Regions from separate parts of the Sus scrofa genome. Here region 2 is linked to region 1. Evidence: chromatin contacts called from public HiChIP or PLAC-seq data. All regions are on one chromosome and are shown on one strand. Each heading gives the region's core, a stretch centred on a gene start, on an enhancer-like site or on the middle of the called end of the contact. The rest is flanking DNA. Distances are from core to core; before and after follow the strand shown. Region 1 holds the start of FTL (ferritin light chain). Region 2 holds the start of HRC (sarcoplasmic reticulum histidine-rich calcium-binding protein).

Evidence for each region. HiChIP or PLAC-seq counts read pairs in DNA pulled down with a chosen protein or histone mark.
Region 2: a contact with region 1 is called in an H3K27ac HiChIP or PLAC-seq map of alveolar macrophages. The contact joins the promoter of HRC here to the promoter of FTL in region 1. A contact is called at or near these places in 1 of 5 promoter capture datasets (fetal liver), 4 of 47 Hi-C or Micro-C datasets (embryonic fibroblasts, heart right ventricle and liver) and 2 of 2 datasets of contacts at active chromatin or transcription factors (alveolar macrophages and skeletal muscle).

What each region holds. Positions count from the first base shown.
Region 1 is chr6:54,229,768-54,233,169 of Sscrofa11.1, forward strand. FTL (ferritin light chain) reads left to right here and starts at 1,354. Exons shown (of 5, transcript NM_001244131.1): 1 at 1,354-1,706; 2 at 1,873-2,019; 3 at 2,374-2,499; 4 at 2,680-2,776; 5 at 2,779-2,989. The coding sequence starts at 1,605. The coding sequence ends at 2,831.
Region 2 is chr6:54,339,815-54,343,113 of Sscrofa11.1, forward strand. HRC (sarcoplasmic reticulum histidine-rich calcium-binding protein) reads right to left here and starts at 1,824. Exons shown (of 6, transcript XM_003127287.5): 1 at 20-1,824. The coding sequence starts at 1,613. It overlaps TRPM4 (transient receptor potential cation channel subfamily M member 4), which reads left to right and starts at 2,960. Exons shown (of 24, transcript XM_021094712.1): 1 at 2,960-3,094. The coding sequence starts at 3,071.

The sequences.
Region 1 (3,402 bases), core at 104-2,603:
GTTCCTGTCTTTGTTTCTCCTTTCTCCCAACAACAAGGAGCTCCTTGAAGGCAAGAATCTTGGTATGAGCTGGCACTGCCACCCAGGCACCAACCTGGACCAGACACAATTTTAAAATGTCCCTTAGTTAAAGACAGACATCCCAGCCACCAGTCCTCAGCACCTGTCTCTGATCTTTTTGTTTGTTTCTTAGGGCTGGCACCTGTGGCATATGGAAGTTCCCAGGCTAGGATGTGAATCAGCTACAGCTGTGATCCGAGCTGGGTCTGCGACCTACACCACAGCTCAGGGCAACGCCAGATCCTTAACCCACTGAGCGAGACCAGGGACCGAACCTGAAACCTCATGATTCCTAGTTGGATAGTTTCTGCTGCGCCATGATGGGAACTCCCCCACCTCTGTGATCTTGAAGGAGCATGTGTCAGGCAAGACAGAGGCAGCTTCAGAGAGATTGCTTTGGAGCCAGGATATGCAACCTCAGAGAAACCTCCAAAGTTCCAATGTCCTTTCACCCCTTTCCATCTCAGCTCCCACAAAAACAGTGGGCTTTCAAAAAACCCCACAGGATTCCAAGTGGCCCAATCTTTTGAGGGCTCCCAAAGGGCTCTCCAAGAGCCCCCACCTCTTTAAGAAGATCCCACTAGGCTTCCAGAAACATCCCTCTCCCTTATTCCCAGGCTGAATCCCAGGGCTCTCCAACTGTCTCTTTTAATCTTGCAGATCACCTCAAGGGCCCAAGACTTCCCCCTGGAAGTTTCCATAAAAATAGGGACTTCCATGGTCTTCCGAATTCACTTTTGAGTGAACCCCAAGTCTCCAGGTGCCCCAGCCAACCCATTTCACAGAGAGCACCCTAAGTATCTAGAAATATCTCACAGCCTTCCAAACTTCCCAATGATCGAGGGCCCCCCCCAACCCGACCCCTTATCTCCCAGGGCAACCCCACTCCTCTGGACGTTTCTGCACCTCTGAGGAACCCCCAGGGCTCCAGAAAAGTCCTCGCTCTGACACAACCCCCGCATCCAACCTACTTTCCTGAGACATCCTCAGGAACCAAGAATCATTATTTTCCAGGGCTCCCAGTGCTCTCACTAATCTTTCACTACCAGGAAGTACCCCTAGAATTCTCTCACTTCCCAGATTTAGTCCCAGAACCCTTGCTCCCCATGAAACCCCCCATCCCGCGATTTCTCCTTTCACAACAACCTCGCGCTCAGAGCGCGTGACTTCCCTACCTCCGGGCGGGAGGCTGGGGCTCCTATCTGCTCCTGATTGGTCACGAGCGAGCTCCAAGTCCAGCCTCCCGCCCCCGCAGATTGGCTGACTCCTCTCCCCGACCGCCCCACTGCTCAGGTTCCCCGCGCGCTATAAAAGGAGCCGCCCTGGCCACAAACTCGCAGTGTGCTCGGCGGTCCCCCGGATCTGTCTCTTGCTTCAACAGTGTTTGGACGGAACAGACCCAGGGACGCCCCTTGCTCCAGCCTCCGACTACCCTCCAACCTTTTTTCCAGTCGCAACCTTCGGACTCCGCCTCTCAGCTATCTTCAGTCTCCGGGACCAGCCAACACCATTTTTTGAGCTTAGCTCCTTATTGCCGACCAGCCATGAGCTCCCAGGTTCGTCAGAATTATTCCACCGAGGTGGAGGCCTTCGTCAACCGCCTGATCAACATGCATCTGCAGGCCTCCTACACCTACCTCTCTCTGGTAAGGGTCCCCAAGATGCCCCCGGCCCAAGTTTCCCTTAGCTGCGCACCTCTGACCCTCTGCGCACGCGCTGGCCTTCTTTGTCCCACTGTGTAGTTGGAAGGCGGAGTCCGCAAGCCCGGCCTCGCCTCCGGCTAACCATTGTTCACGCCTTCTCTTCCCGCAGGGCTTCTATTTCAACCGCGACGATGTGGCTCTGGAGGGCGTGAGTCATTTTTTTCGCGAATTGGCCGAGGAGAAGCGCGAGGGTTCGGAGCGTCTCTTGAAAATGCAAAACCAGCGCGGTGGCCGCGCCCTCTTCCAGGACGTGCAGGTAAACAGTGTGAGCAGCGGACTACGATTCCCAGCGGCCCCTGCGCTTGAAGCCCTTTGACCAGGGCTGTTCAGGCACGGCGTAGGCTTCTGGGAGATGGAGTTCAGTTTTGTGTGGGTGGTTGTATTACAGCTGGAAACGGAGGCGGGTTCAGTTCCCCCACGAAGTGGCGGTCCAGACCGCAGCGTGTGGTATCCTGGAGCGTAAGGTTGTGAGACACTGAGGGTGATCGATTTAAGCTCTTAGACGTTTTTTCGGCTTAAGCCCTAACTCCCGTCACTACTGGGAAATTAGTTTTTAGTCCTTTCCAGCGTGTGCGTGGTTAGTACTGAGCGGTCTCTGCCTTCCGTATAGAAACCATCTCAAGATGAGTGGGGTAAAACCCAGGACGCTATGGAAGCCGCCCTTCACTTGGAGAAGGGACTGAACCAGGCTCTTGTGGATCTGCATGCGCTGGGTTCTGCCCGCGCAGACCCCCACGTGAGTATCTCCATTTTCTCCCTATCCATCCCAAGACCTTTCCTGGCAGGAAGCCTGCATCTTGAGTTAATAGTTAACCTTGGCCACGTTTGATTGGGCTCATTGCCTTCTGAGCCTCCCTCCCCCATCCATCACATTGTTAGATTTACAAATGGTAACATTTTCTCTTCTATCACTCAGCTCTGTGACTTCCTGGAGAACCACTTCCTGGATGAGGAGGTGAAGCTCATCAAGAAGATGGGCGACCACCTGACCAACCTGCGCAGGCTCTCTGGTCCCAGGCTGGGCTGGGCGAGTACCTCTTCGAAAGGCTCACACTCAAGCACGACTAGGAATCTCTGGAGCCCAGGGGCCTTGGAGGCGCTCCTCTGGTGCCTGGGCTTCTGCCGGAAGCCCCTTTCTGCAGCCACGAGGCACCATTCTTAACCACCCTGGAGCCCTCTCCCAAGTCTTGGACCAAATGGAAACAATAAAAGCTTTTTGCAGCAGATCGTTTTGGTTTTGTATGTGTAATGGGGGAAATAAGAGGTGGGATCTACTGTCACAAAGCTTCTGGCCCGAGAGAGAAGGTGCTGTGTCTTTTAAGGCAAGATGGCAGTAGCAGATTCTCGCTTTGGGGGGCTGTCATCTTACTCCAACTAGATAGTAGAGCCCAGATTCCAGGGAGGGTCTACTTAGACCTGGGCTTGGTAGATAACAGTAGCTGGAAACTGGTTCAGATGAGTGATTATGTTGCCAGGCACTGCCACCCTCTGAAAGTACTGACTCAATCTTGAGAGGTTAAGGAGGACTGAGCTTCTTTATTAAATGGGTGAATTGAGACAATTAACTAAATCGGCCATGGCAACCAGGGAGCACACCCAGGTCTGGCCTAAGGCTGCTTGGAGATCCTTATTATATGGG
Region 2 (3,299 bases), core at 574-3,073, 110 kb after region 1:
ACCTAGTCAGATCACTTACCCACGTCCTCACCACTCTCCTCCTCGCTGGAGGCACCTCCCGCCTCCCTCCCAGCCAGTGGGTTGGGGATGATGGTGACGGGCAGCTCCTCCTCCTCCTCGTCGTCTTCCTCCTGGTGGTCCTGGCTCAGTGGGACCCAAACCTCAGCCCTCTCTTCCCTCCTCTCCTCCTCCTCTTCTTCCTCCTCCTCTTCCTCCTCCTCCTCCTGGCTCAGGCTGAGGCCATGACCTTCCTCCTCGTCTTCCTCATCCTCCCGGTCCAGGCTGCCCTGGTGGGTGCCTTCTCCTTCCTCTTCTGAACCTTCACCATCCTCTTCAGGGGAGCTGTGGTCCTCTTCCTCTTCCTCCTCGGAATCACCCTCCCCTAAATGGCTTCTATCCTTGACCCCCATGTGTTCCCGGGGACGGGAGCTAGTCTCTTCTTTGATGGATCCTCTGTGGCCTTGCTGCCTGTGGCTGGCAGGCTGGTGGCCAAGCTTGGTGGAGATGTCCTCATCTTCCTCCTTGAGGACCCCGGGGTGGTGACGACCAGGGCTCTCTCTCGTATATTCGTCTGGGAAGTCCTCCTCCTCCTCAGTGCTCTTGTGGCCTTGGGCTTGGGGGCTTGCAGCATGGTGGCTGAACTTGACCGTGATCTCCTCCTCTCCTTCCTCCTCCTCATCTCCAAGGCCATGGTGGGTATGTCTGGGAACCTGGTGCCAGTGTTCAGTGGATACGACCTCATCCTCATCTTCCTCATTTCTGTGGCCTGGGTGTCCGTGGCCAGGGACATGATGGTGGTGCGAGTCTGAGACGTCTCCATCCTCTTCCTTCTCGTGGCCTTGATGCCCGTGCGTCTGATATTTGTACTCAGCGGAGTCACCGTCATTGTCGTCATCTTCTTCTTCTTCATGGCCTCGGTGTCTGTGGCTGGGGCCGTGATGGTGACGTCCAGCTGAGACGTCTTCGTCCTCTTCCATCCCGTGGTCTCGGTGCCCGTGGGCCTGGTGTCCATACTCGGTGGAGATGCCGCCTTCCTCCTCCTCTTCCTCCTCCTCTTCTCCATGGCCTCGGCGTACATGCCTGATGATATGATGGTGTCGCTCGCTGGACACAATTTCATCCTCATCCTCGTCTTGGTGGCCGTGGCTCCCATGGCTGGGGAAGTGGTGCCTGGGCTCAGCTGAATCATCCATGTCTTTGCTCCCACGGCCTCTGTGCCCACCCGCCTGCGGAGCATGCGCTGTGGTTCCCTCCTCCTCAGAGATGTTCTCATCTCCCACCTCGTGGCCTTGGTACCTGTGGCCTTGGCGGGGATGGGCTGCTTTGGAGACATCTTCTTCCTCTTCTCCGTGGTCTCCAGAGGCCCAGAAATGATGCCCACTCTCCGTGGAGACATCGCTGTTCTCATCCCCATGGCTTCTATGGCTATGCCCGGAGTGACCGAACTTGCCTGATGCGTCCTCTGTGGGCCCGGGGATGCCTGCGTTGTTGTTCAAGTTGCTGGGGCCCAGCCCAGCCCCTCTCAGCTGCTGGGTCATAGCAGGGGGGAGGAGCAGGCTGGCCACAGCAGCCCAGAGGAGAGACGCCTGCAACCATGGCCCAGGGTGGCCCATGGGGACAGACCAGCAGCAGAGCTTCTCCCTGGGCTGGCTCCCGCTGTGGCTGAGGCTATGTCGATGAATACTGGGGTCCCTGTCCCTTTGGGGTCCTTCTCTTTCTTTCTCCCTGTGTCTTTCCTTTGCTGTGTCTCTCTCTGTCTCTGCCCTCTGGCCCTCACTGCCAGGCTCCAGACACCCCTCTGAGACAATCTCCAGAACCCCCTGACCCCCTCCGCCCCTCCCTCCCGCTCCCCAGCCAATAGGGTCTCTCCCCTCCCCTCTCTGTGGCTAAATTTACTTTCGGCCCGGAGTTATTCTGGGTTAGGCCCGGCCTGCCCCTCCCCTCCGGCTCTTTCTCCTCTCAGCTGGGGAGGGGGTGAGAGAAGGGGTCTCTCTTTGGCCAGGAGAGGGGGCCAAGGGACTTGATTTTGAATGCCGACAAGTTCCGGTTTGGCAGCTGCAAAAATGGTGTCAAATTTTCAGTGGGCCAATTTGGGGGGAGCCCGGGCCATGGGAGGAGGGGAGCGGGAAGGGTGTATTTGAGGGGAGAGACCCCTGCCAAGGAAGGATTGGGGGTTAGATTATGGGGAGTTTCCGGCCAGAACGGGCGACTTTGCTGAGATGGTGGATGCCCACAGGGAAGCCCTGGACAGGGGTGAGAGGAATTGTGCTCCAGCGTGCGTACCCATGACCTCCTGTCCCTGGAACTCAGATCTGGGGGCAGGGGATGGGGCCAGGCCAGGGCTATAAATACAGCAGGGGGTGTGTGTGTGCAGGGGGCTCAGGTTACTCAGGAGGCTGCAGCTGTCCCTGTCCCTGGAGAGCTAGCAGGAGACATGGGGGCCCTGCCTGTGTATCAGTACCTCCCCCTCATCCTATCACTGCTGTCCTCACCCCTCGCTCTTTGGGTTCCCAGCCTTCTCTGTGGGTTCCCTTCTCTCAGTTCTTGTTTCTTCACCCGCTCTCTTGGAGTCCCTGTCCCCCTCCCCAGGATTCTGTCCCCTTCTCACTCTCAGGCTTCTGTCTCTCCCTCTCAGTCTGAGTGTCTCCGCCGCGCCCCCACCCCGCCCCCGCCAACTTCCTTCCAAGCACCCCCCCCTCGCTTTGGGTCGATGTAGCCCCTCGCCAATCTCTGTCCCCCCTTTCTGATTCCCTGTCCCAACCTAAGGCTTCGTGTCCCCATCCCATCCCCTTTTTGTGTGCCCTCTCCCTCATCACTGGCATTTCCTCTCTGAGTCCCTGTCCCCCACCCCGGGTCCCCGGCCCCCTCTCCCCGGGTCTCGCCTGCCGGTCCCTCAGACCCTTTGCCCCGCCTCCCGCTCTGCGCGTCTCCGAGATTCCCCGCCCCCTAGACCTGGCCCCGCCCAGGCTGGGCTGGGACGTAGTGGATCCGGTTTGTCCCGGGCGCGTCTAGAGCCCGGGTTGGTTGAGGGAATGCAGGGAGTCGGATAGTTTGCAGAGGCTGCAGCAGCATGGTGGGTGCGGAGAAGGAGCAGGTACAGCGGCCGGACCCCGGGTCTGAGGGAACAGGGAGCTGGGGGCCGGGACCCCTGGTTCCCGGAGAGGAGGGCGCTGGAGACCCAGATTCTTGGGTCAAAGAAGGGGGCTGCTGGGGCCTCGGACGCCTGGGTCCTTGGGGACAGATGGGGGCTGGGGGGAATCGAGTCTCCTGAGTTTGGGGGAGGCGGGCGCTGGGGTCCT